2 separate regions of the Mus musculus genome follow, and region 1 is linked to region 2. Evidence: chromatin contacts called from public promoter capture Hi-C data. All regions are on one chromosome and are shown on one strand. Each heading gives the region's core, a stretch centred on a gene start, on an enhancer-like site or on the middle of the called end of the contact. The rest is flanking DNA. Distances are from core to core; before and after follow the strand shown.

What was found. Promoter capture Hi-C pulls out the DNA fragments that hold promoters and counts their contacts.
Region 1: a contact with region 2 is called in a promoter capture Hi-C map of liver, with 5 times the contacts expected there. The contact joins the promoter of Galnt16 here to the enhancer-like site in region 2. A contact is called at or near these places in 11 of 39 promoter capture datasets (the C10 cell line, the SN4741 cell line, cranial neural crest and 7 more), 3 of 115 datasets of contacts at active chromatin or transcription factors (embryonic forebrain, embryonic hindbrain and stem cell-derived neural progenitor cells) and 1 of 9 other capture datasets (liver).

Annotation. Positions count from the first base shown.
Region 1 is chr12:80,516,516-80,522,763 of GRCm38.p6, reverse strand. It overlaps Galnt16 (polypeptide N-acetylgalactosaminyltransferase 16), which reads right to left and starts at 3,774. Exons shown (of 15, transcript NM_001081421.2): 1 at 3,419-3,774. The coding sequence starts at 3,595. It overlaps Gm26777 (a long non-coding RNA gene), which reads left to right and starts at 4,551. Exons shown (of 5, transcript XR_381753.4): 1 at 4,551-5,554; 2 at 6,203-6,248. It overlaps 2310002D06Rik (RIKEN cDNA 2310002D06 gene), which reads right to left. Exons shown (of 3, transcript NR_045490.1): 3 at 4,810-5,197.
Region 2 is chr12:79,338,589-79,343,952 of GRCm38.p6, reverse strand. The region is part of intron 7 of Rad51b (RAD51 paralog B); the gene reads right to left. Among named protein-coding and RNA genes, the nearest start is that of Rad51b, 44 kb to the right of the region's middle. Within about 2 kb of position 3,227, at least 19 of the 459 cell types and tissues checked have an H3K27ac peak or open chromatin away from gene starts, as enhancers often do.

The DNA.
Region 1 (6,248 bases), core at 2,525-5,024, 1.2 Mb before region 2:
AGGGAGGGAGAAGAGGGAGGGAAGGAGGGAGGAGGGAGGGAGGGAAAAAGGAGGGAAGGAGAAGAAGGAGGGAAGGAGAAGGGAGGGAGGGAGGGAGAGAGTGAGCAATTCCAGTTGAGAAAGCTGATACCAAACCCTTTCATGTGTTTAGACAGGAAATGGCTGTCTTAATTGTGTGTGTCCCTACTGAAAACTCCCAAAATAGTTTTGTTTTGTTTTCAAATAATGTAAAGTGAAATTCCATGTAAGACTCTGGCCTCTTACTCAAGCCTGTTAAGAGAATTAGCATATAGAAACCAGAACCAATCAACCACACACTCCAGCCCTGGTTACTCTGCATCCTGCATCAACTGGAATCCTCTGTTAGCACAGGATCAGTGTGGATCCAAGGGGATATTTCCAAATATGCTCACTGCCTTGCCCAGCAAGGCAAAGAGTCAACCCTCGACGATGCTTGGTAAAGCTGCCAGAGGAATGGAGTCAGCTTCTCCCTTGAATCCAGATTCCATGACCAAAAAACTTCACATCAGAGTCTGTGACACACAGGCTGAGAGTAGGGCCTCTCTGGGAAACTTGGCCATAGGGTTGCCATGCCGACATCCCACAATGCCAAACAAGCTCCCCATGGTCCAGAAGCAACTTGGCTGGCTTTGAACAGGCCAGACAACACAGTGAGGGCAGAGCTGCCTCCAAGACCAGATGCTCACAGGGACCCTCCCTTTCTGGTTTAGCTCTCTGGTTCCCTGGGGTAGTAATGACTGTCTGAATTTGCTCAGCCTCTGACAACAGGGCTGGCCACCTCATTCTCTAAGAATCTGAAGTTATGGCCCAACTCAACAGTCATGTTTGAAAATGGCTGACAGTGAGGAGTTATCAAAAGTTTTAGAGAGAAGTCAACACCGGCACCTGCCCCCTTTTTATGTTGAACAAAGGGTCCACCTCCTGAAGGTGCCAAAGCACGTGTCACCTCACCTTTCTACCGAGGCCAGGCTAGAGCTGTGGGTAAGGGCATCTGAAGCTGGACCTGTTCACTGCTCCCAGTGAGCAGAATCCCTTTGCACTCCTTTATCAAGGAGGTACTTCTTAAGTCTTGCCGTGTGTACCAATGTGGGAATGCGGAAAGCATCCAGCACGGTCCCTGCATGCACAGCTTATCTGCAGCTGAGAGCAACATGGAAGTGAATTTCTCAAGATAGGAACACAATGCAAAGCAACATCGAGGGCAGCCTGCAGTCAGGCCAGCAGCAGAGCCATCCCAGGCTACAAGTGGTAAGGCAAGACTCTGCCACTCAACTCCCTGAGACTTCCATCCTTGCCTTTCTTTCTGGCTCCCAGCTTCCAGTCTCAGCAGCTTACCAGCAATAAAGTCAGCATCTGCAGGAATGGGGGGGGGGGGGGAGGGCAGGGAAGTGTTCACTAGTGCCACACCCCCCCCAACTTCTAAATCTCATCCCGTATCCCACCAAGAGTCCCCAGTATACGTACACACACCATTCTGAGACTCTCATCTGAGAGGCACAGAAGATAGGTGTCCTAACCAAAGTCAGGGTTCAGGTTTCTGGACCAGACTACAGAAGCCTGTCTGTGGTCTCTGCCCTCTTTTCCCACCTACCAACTCCTAGCATCTTCCTCTTCTAGATGAAGGCCACCTCCCAGCAGGTCATCAGAGAGAGAGAGATGGGGAGCCCGATCATCTGACCTCAGTTCCATCATGCTGGCCTTAGGCTCTGGTCCCTGAGACCGGGACTGGACTGATCCAGGACTAAGAATAGGGTAGCTGGGGCACACATCGTGGGAACTCACTGGAGTCTAGAACCACCAATGTTTGTGTTTTTCTTCCTCTGACCTGTCCGTCCACATAGATCTCAGCACCCTAGAGTGTACAGGTTTTTTTTTTTTATTTTAGCTCCGTATGTTCAGACACTGACAAGTTTTTGAAAGCCATGTCCTAGGTACAGCACAGTGGCCCTCCTAAGCATGTTTGCAGCGATGCACCACAACTTGGAATCTAGGTTAAAACACAAACCTTAGGGCCTAAGGTCTCCTCTCATCAGGCCCAGAAACTGATACCATTGTAGAGTTTTTACTTCTTTACAAACAGGTGATGTGAGGGAATACGGGAAGGATGGGGCTAAGTGAGGGTACCTAGAGAACCATCCTCATATTCTTGGATTTCACTACAAATTCCCTGCATTCTACAGGATACAGGTATCCGCACTCCTGACCTTGCACCTCACCTACTGGAGGAGCTCCAGTCCCCTTTTCCCGCGGGTTCAGATCTTTCCGGGCAAGAATCACACCCTCCCCTACTACACACACACACACACACACACACACACACACACACACACACCTCCCTGGTTCTTTGCTCTTCTTTCTGGTCCTGGTGGACTTCTCAAGCTGTCTCTGACCAACAGTAGTGTGTCCCAAGAGGTTACCTGCCCCCGTCGGAAGAACGTTCCCATCTTAGCGTTCTCTCAAAGGGTCCCCTAGTCTCCTTCCTCAACAGGTGCTGGGCCTGGCCACACGAAGCCATCACCAGCTGACCAGACGAAAGTGTAGACAGGACGCCCCCTACAGGCTCAGCTTGCCCCCACCAGGTTCTACTGTGCAGCTTAATCCGCCCCCCAACCCCTCGCCCCAGCTCCGCGGGAGCTCTCGGAGTACTAACACCGCTTTTGTTTCTCCTACTCGCTCAGATGTCTGGAGGGTGATCTCATGAGAGGGAACTGCCCAGCCCAACGAACACACAGTCCCCTTCAACTGCAGACCCTAGGGTTGGAGGCAAAGAGCGCTTATGAGTCAAGCCTTCTCCCCGCCCCTGGGGAGCCAGAAAACACCTCCGGGGAAGGTAGGGGTGGAAGCTGAAAAAATTGGTCCAAGTTGATCTTGGATGTGAAGGCGCTAAGCCAAGGGCAGCGCTCAGCGACCCTTCCCTTACCCACGCCGCCGCCCGGCGTCTTTTACCCCAGAGGCTGGAGACCCGGTGCGCACCACCACCTACGCGCTCTTGCTGAGCTCTGCTCCCACCACCCGCTCGCTGCACTCCAGGGCCAGCCGCCTTCTGGGGATGGCGAGACGCCCGCAGCCCCCTAGTCCCCAGCCCCGGTTGCGCGGGGCCGCGAAAGCCGCCACGTTCTCAGTCGCGCGCGCACGCCGGGCCCACCAAACTTGCAGCACTTTCTCCCTGCCCCCACATGCTGTCACCCTCCCTGCATCCAAGCACCCTGGCCCCTCCGGGCCCCGCACAGGTTGCCATAACAACGAGCAGGAATTCTCCAATATATACAAAGCCCGAACGGTGCTCGGGGCACGCAGCCCCCGGTCGGGCCCCGCGAACCTCGGCTAACAGCGGGGGGCAGGACGCGCGCCGAGGATCCCCGGCCCGCCGCTCACCCGGTGCGCAGAGCGTACTCACAATGAGCGGAATGGTGCGGTCCTCGCGGAGCTGCTCTGGTCTCCCGCCGGCCCTCTGCGCGCCGCGGCCGCTGGAGGATGCTGCATGGGCTCGGTTGTCCTGCCATAAGTAGTAGAAAGTGCCCAGGATCCAGGCTACGGTCAGGATGGCGATGGCATTGGCGCGGATCTTCCTCATGGTGGGCGGACGGGCGCTCCGCGTGGGGCCCGAGGCCGGCGTGCTCTCGGAGCCCGAGCAGGGGAGCTTGCTGCCCCAGCCGTTTGTTGTCGCTTGCGCCGGGCTGCTCAGTCCTGCAGAGCAGAAAAAAGAGAGAGGTGGTGGTGGTGGTTGGGGAGGGGGGGGGGGTGTGATAGGAAGAGACAGGAGCGCAGAGCGATCCTCACGGTCCTAATGCCCTTCAGCCCCGAGCGCGCGCGGCCCCGGGCGCTCATTCATTCGCGCGCCTAGCTGGCTCTGTGCTCCAGACGCCGCGGGCAGCCGGGGCCGCTGCGCACCCGCTAAAGAGCGCGCCCGCTGGGAAGTGGCGCGGGCCTTCCTCCCGCATCCCGGGTCTCAGCGAGACAGACGCGGGGTGGAATGGCGATGAACCAGAGCTGGTCTCTGCTCTCTCAACGCTCGGCTATCTCTCGCCCGTCCCCTGCCCCCGCGTGGCCCTGGTCTGTCTCTCCACCCACACCTAACCCACCGCCGAGCGGACCTGAGTCACCAGCGAAGACGCGCGACCCCTGGCCTTGGCCCGAGTCGCCTAGCTGCAGTTCCCGGCAGCGCTGAGAACTGAGCTCTGGCGCAGGGTTCAACCTGTGTTCAGAGAGTCCTTCGGAGGGGGCAAGGCTAGCGAGTAGGCAGTCTTGACTTTGCACCGGAATCCTTCTCGGAGACCCAGGATTCCATCCGCCTCGGTGGCCCGAGGGGGTGGGGAGTTGGAAGCTGATGCACTTGACACTCTGGAGAGCGAGGTGAAGCTGCGCTGCGGTACAACCAATGCAAGCACAGGGATGCGATCGCTGGACATCTTTCATTACCCTGGGGCTCCTAGCTTTCTCTTAGTTCCTATCCACACCGGCATCGCGGCTCCCTGAACTGTCCTGAGGCGTCATCACCGTTCCGTGAGAGTGAAGGGAGGCCATAGAGGCCAGGCCACAGGGTTCGATTAGTGGACAGAACCCTGTCTAAGAGCCCTCTGACACTTTTCTGACAAAGTGCAAAATAAGGTGGTGAGAGACAGGATAGACATCATTGAGATTCTGATTCTGCGGAGGCCCTGAAGTCGATGAGAGGTGAGAAGCAGGTGTGAATAATTCAGGCTCCAGGCAGAAGACAAGGCGGGCTAGGGCCTGTCAGGCAAAGGAAGACACACACTCGGAGCTCTGAGATACCAAAGTAGATGCTGCGGAGGAAGAAATAATTTATTGCAAACTGGTCTTCAGTAACGAACTACAGAAATGATTCCTGAAAGTATAGTCTTGCAAAGTGGTCTTTAGGAAGGCTTCCCAGAGAAAGTGGATAAATCTGGAGAATAGGAGGGTAATCCCAAAAAGGAAGAGAAGAATAAGGAAAGGGCAGGGACAGCCAAGGCCCTCAGGATAATATCTCATGAGAGCATGCTGGATACTGGCAAAGACCTGGTGTGAGTTGAGACTGGCCAGACTGGGCAAGTCTAGATACTGGAGGATCTTAAATGCCAGGAGCAGAGTGGACAGGGTGGTGCTTTTTGGATGATGTCAGGTAGGTTGACTCTTCGGAAAATCCAAGACAGGTCAGGCTTGCGAATGAAGCCATCTGGGGAATAAGGTAAATATTGAGATCATAGCAGCATGTCCTGCCTCCCATATCAGCATCAGCTTCCGTATCAGCATCAGCATCACCCAGAGACACACAAGTGAAATGAGAGGGTGTTTGTCAGTAGTTCCAGAAACCTAAGACAAGCTTGATATATTTCTACTGAAGTGAAAAAGAAAATGACCAGTGTTTTGTTTAGAGGAGAAAGAAGAGGAGGAGGAGACGCTGGAATGTATCGGAGTTTCCACTAGCATTACCACTTACTCCTCTGGACTCACAGGACGAAGGGACAGAGAAGGCTGCCCCTGCACCAGTACCACCACAGAAGCCTTTCTAGGATGACCAGTCCTCCCTCAGGTGGGCACTTCCCTGGACTTGGAGGTAGTGATTTTATGTGACAGGGAGTTGACATAAAGGTTGACTGTGTCCCCCTCACCATGAGCACTCTAGACAGGGAGGGGGCTCGAGCTGCCTGCCACCTCAGCTTCAGCTTCTAATCTTCCTTCCAGGATCAAGTCCAGAATGGCTCAGAAGTGAACCCAGCCTTCCCTGGGGTTTCCTTGCTGGTGTTGGGAGGAGATCCAAGCAGCATAGACTTAAAGCCACCCTAAGAGACTTGCATGTTCCTAATGGTCCCTGAACTCTGAAAACACCAAGAGTAACCATGCCAGCCACAGGTTATTTGAGGCTTCCGGGTGGCGCCCTGTGCCAGCCCTCCATATATGCCCTGCAGAGCTCCCACCCTGAGATGAGCTATGCGAATCCTCACACTGGCAGATGAGGACACTCAGCCCTCAGGAGGCCGGCAGGTGCCAGCATCCAGCGACCAGTACAGGGCTGTTTGTGCAGGGTCCTCATTTCCACCCTCAAATCTGTTTTCTCCTGGGTAAAGGGGGGGGGGGTATGAAGGGATGGGTCTAAGAGTCATTTCCAGCTTCTAGTACCTTAGACATCTTGCGCCGTTTGGCACTCCTCTCAGACACAGTTCACCTCTTTCTTCTACAGATGTCAAAGACAGTACTGAGTGAGCTGAACAGAATGTCACCACCAA
Region 2 (5,364 bases), core at 1,978-4,477:
AACATAATAGCTACTAGCCACATATGAAAAACACCTAGAATGTAGCCACCGAGAAAAGAACTTTCAGTTCTATATATAATGTATTTAATTTTAGGTGGAGAGCTACCTGTGGCTGAGGACTATTTTAGACAACACAGCATTAGACTACAAATACACAGAGGATAAGGATTTCCATCTGTTGGATGACTAAGTGAACAAACAAAGGCATTACTAAATGAGTACTTAAATGAATATTATAAAGGGTGTGTTTGGATCAATATAAGACACAATTTGCTGACTAGAGAGATGGCTCAGTAGTTAAGAGCACTGGCTGCTCTTCCCTGAATCTAAATGGTGGCCCACAACTGTCCATTTCCTGAGGATCTGACCCCTCCTTAGGTACTATGCACACTCATGAAGTGTAAATATACATACATGCCTACAAAATACCCACACACATAAAATTTTTTTAAAAATCTCTAAAAAAGACAACTTGGAAAAAGTATGTTAGGACCACTTTATTGATGGTCTTAAAAGCAACTGAAAAGTTGGAGCTTTCGCTGATAAGCAGTGAAAACTGTCTTCATCCACAAAGACCGCTTTCTACTTCTCAAAATTGCTAAGGTTCACAAGGAACTTTCAGACATATGAACTACACACTGGTATTTACCACATTTGAAATAAAACAAATTTCCATTAAGTATCTACATACTTTTTTAAAGACATAGTCTTATATATCCCAGCCTGGTCCCACACTTCCTTTACAGCTTCAAACATCCTTGAATTTCAGATCCTCCTGTCTCCACCTCCCCAGAGAACTATAGGCTTGTGTGCTAGGCCCAGCCTGGGGTCTTTTTTATTTATATTATAATTCATTATTTATTTTATGATTCTACTTAAAACCTCACTAGACAATGATACATCTAATGCAAAGTTGTTTCTTGAATTTTATTGTTGTGTATGTGTGTTTATCTGTGTCTGTGTACAAACATGGACATGCAGGTGCCTTGGAGGACAGACGGTATCAGATCCCTGCAGCCGGAGTTACAGGTGATTATATGCCACGTGATGTAGGTGCTAGGAACTAAACTCAGTTTCGCTAGAAGAGCAGCCCACACTCTTAACTACTGAGCCATTTCTTCAGGCCACAAAATACATTTTTAATAGAAATGTCTGCAAACCATAGCAGACAACAACTAACTATGCTTCCATGTTTATGTCTGCAGCCTGTCACGTGGTCTTGCTTTGGCTAATGTCTCTGAAGATAATATGACTGTCTACAATTGGAAAATGTGTTTTAGTGGTTTTTTTCATATAACTGGAGAAATGTTCACTTGAAAATATACCAACCCATAAGAAGCGCTAAATTTTAAAAAGAAGTTACCATACAAACTCGGCAGAGAAATGAATTTCTTTTGTTCTACTATTTTAAAATCTTCTATTCTACTTTGTATTCCAAAAAAAAAGATCTTTACCAATATGTTTTACAGTTCACACACCAATCATGTGAAAGATTAGCCATGCAGAGCTTCCTAATGTTCACAGGTCAATTATTACCAGTCTCATCAGAAATGTTTTTCAGTGTGAGTTTTCCAAATGATCACTTTTGTTTCAATATTTAAATGTTATTAGTAGCAATGACAGTTTTTCACTTGTTTCTTAAGAGGCAGGGGGAGAAATGTCTCTAGACATCAAAGTCTAAACAACCAGATTGCTTGCTAGCTATTTGTTTCCATATTAAAGCAGTATTATATAATACACAACTCACACAACAACAAAGGTGCCCTCAGAAACGTAAGAATGCCCACCTGCCTCGCAGACCCTGGGGGAGCTGAGCCAGCTGGGGACACATAGTTCCAGGTTCCTGAGTAGGGTGTTCTGTGTTACTTCATCTTCCCAGTCTCAATTTTATCTCGTCTAACGTGGGCAGGAGAGCTTCATTTTCACAGCCTCCATGGAAAAGTCTAGCACACAGGAAAACTAGCAAATTACAAGAATAAAAATCAATCGGCAGAGTCTCCCGTTCTTTACAAGTATTGCCTTTAAAGCTTACACTTGAGTGAATTCTCACTGCAAAACAACACAGACACGGTTTGCCATCTATTAATTACAACCTAACAGTCTACTCTGTGAACTCGATACTTGCATCAGCCTACCTAGCACTGTCAAGATCTCCAAGTGGATACACAAGCAAGAAAACTTTTAAACACAGTTTGCTTTTGAACTATGGCATTTACGTAGTAAAGAAAAGAAGAAAAGCTAGCTACCATTCCTAGACTGCAGGTAGACTTAATTTGCCCCTGCTGTTAGTGGACAAAGACACAGCAGGGGGCTGAAAGTCTGTAACAGAGATGCCCAAGTCAGCAGCTTTTCTAGTCACCAGAGTTGGTCCCTAGAGAGTCATGATTCTACAAGAGAAGTGCAGTTCAGAACCCTGTCTACCTGAAGGAGGAGCAGAGCTGGGAGACACGGATAGGAGCAATCCTTAGGGAGGTAAAATGTGACTCTCTAAGCTGTCTTGTAACCAGTGGGGCTATGCTCATAGCCTGACCTGCCAAAAACAACATTAAAGTCCTTTTGACCACAGTTGTAAAGACTCTAGTTTTATGTTTCAACCGAAAATAACGATTAACAAATTTAAAGCCAACGGTAATTCAGAGTACAATAAAAGTATGTTTATATAATGATTCAATAAATGATGTTTCTATGGCAGAAGAAATAGTGCCTCCCTGCTTCTTTACGGCATGCATGGGAAGGGCAGCACCCCCTCAGAGGAAGGCGGTCTAGATTGTTAGAGGATTGTGATGGCTAGGTGTTTTTTCTTTCTTTTCTTTTTGGAGATAGAGTCTCTCTATGTAGCCCTAGCTATCCTGGAACTTGCTATGTAGACCACCGGACAGCCTTGAACTCACAGAGATCTGCTCATCTCTGCCTCCAAAGCAGAAATTAAAGGCTTGTGCCACTGGGGCCAGCTCGTTTTTAACCATCAACTTTCCACAACCTAGAGTCATCTAAGAGCCTCAACTGAGGAACTGTGTAAATCAGGTTGGCTAGCGACATGTCTGGGGTGGACGCCTGGATTGTTCACCGATACAAGAGGACCCAGCCTGATGTGGGCAGCACCATTTCCCAGGCTGGGCTTGAACTGTATTACAGAGAGAAAGCTAGCTGAGCACAGGCAGGCCGGCAGCAGTAAGGATGTGTGCACTCTCCCTGATGTGCTGTGACTAGCAGTTTGAGTTCCTCGCCTTGGCTTCCCTCCAGTGGTGCTTATAACCCAGAATATAAGCCAAGCAAGCACTCTGCTCCCCTGTGTATCTTTTGGTCACAATATTTTATCACAGCAACAGAAATGAAACTAGAACAGGATGTTTCCAGCCGCAAGTAAATAAAGCCCGAGCTGAGGGGACTTGAACACCACCTCTGAAGCTTTTATGCATCCAAAGACTCTGATTTAGTAGGACAAAGGGAGGGCCTGAAATTCCAACAGGCAAAGGGGATGCTTCTGCCAGTCTATAGACCACAATGTCAATCCCAAGAACTGAACCACAAGAAAATACACAGATCAATGTAAATATAGGGGCTGGACACATGGCTCAGAGGTTAAGAGCACTTACTCCGTTATGAGAGGGCCGGAGTTCAGATTCCAGCACCCACATCAGGCAGTTCACAAATGCCTGAAATCCCAATACAATGTCCCCTACAGGCCCCTAGAGGCACCAGCATACACACACACACACACACACACACAGATAGATGATAGATAGATAGATAGATAGATAGATAGATAGATAATTCTTTTAAATTTTCTTTTAAAAATGTATATGCAAAACCAGAAATAAGACTTTTCACTAAGGTCAGCAAGGATTTAGTGGTCACATACCCTTAGACATGTTCTAGGAAAGAAAGTAGTGTTCATCAGATTTCAGTCAAGAACGAGAAAAATTACCAGAAGCTTTAAAAAATTTCTCGCACCCTGGAATTAGATCATCAGCTCCTGAGTGAACTGTTGGTCGGTAAGAGCAGCAAGGTGATCTTTGGACAAATCAGCTCAACGTGAACATGGGATAAGCTTCCCTGACACAAGCTGGAAAGTGCACAAAAGACAAAGGACAAAGAAGAACAAGTCACGAGTCCGTTAACAAGGAGCACAGAACAGATGCTGCACAAGGCACTTGCCAGACATTTGCAGAGATAAACACCGGTTCGGGCTAATTAAAAATCGCAGAGTACTCTATAAACATAAATGTTAAATATTTATTTTTAAATAACCACACTGAGTTATTACTAGATGGCAACCTTACTCAGTCTTCACAGAAAGAAAGCCTATTACAGCCTTCAAATATGACACTAGAAATCATTCATAACTATTACTTACAAGTTGTTTTTTAGAAATATTAATACTAGTCATAAAACACTTCAAAACTGAATAAAATTCATTAAGTACATTCTCTAAGTTTAGGAAAGTCTAATCCATCATTCAAGTAACTAAAGCTAAAACCAGCCCATACTAGTCTATTGCCATCTTAAAAAAAAAAAATCTGAGGCAAGGTATCTTTTTAAAGAAAATAAATAGTTCCAAGAATGATGGCTCATGACTCTAATTCCAGACATCAGGATCCAGGGGCAGGAAGACTGCCACAAACCTGAAGACAGCTTAGCCTACATAGTGAGTTCTAGGCCAGCCAGGGCTACACAGTGAAACCTGCCTCAAAAACAGAATGAAAAAGAGTGGGGGAGAAGGCTCAGAGGTGAGAGCACTTGTTCTTCCAGGAGACCCGAGTTCAGGTCCCGGGACTGGGGCAGCTCATATTCCCTGTGACCTAAAGATGGTCTAGCACCCTCTTCTGACCTCCACAGAAAGAAGCAAAGAAAGGAAGAGAAGAAAGAAGATGTTGTTGGCTCACAGAACTAGACATGCAAGGGCATCATATCAGCAGCTGCTCAGCGCTGAGCCTTGGTGAAGCTTTACAGCAGATGTTACCACAGTGCAGGTGTATGTGAGAGGCAGAGATCACACGGCCGGCCAAGATGTCAGAGAACAAGGCAGAGGCTCGTCTTACTCTTACAACTCACTCTTCAGATGATCACTTCAAAGGACACACTCCCACCGATCTCAGGATCTCCCTTAGACCTACCTCTTACAAATTCCTACCATTGTAACGACACTAAACGGGGACCAAGCTGCCACCTCATGAAGCCTAGTGGTACAATCATATCCAAACCATAACATAACCACTAATTCAAATTTAAACAGTAATAAAACTACCAATTAATGCTATGGTGTTTCAGAATCTAAAACTTAGAATCTAGAGAGATGGCTCAGTGGTTAAAAGAATGGACTGCTTTTACAAAGGACCAGGCTTGGTTCCCAGCATCCACATC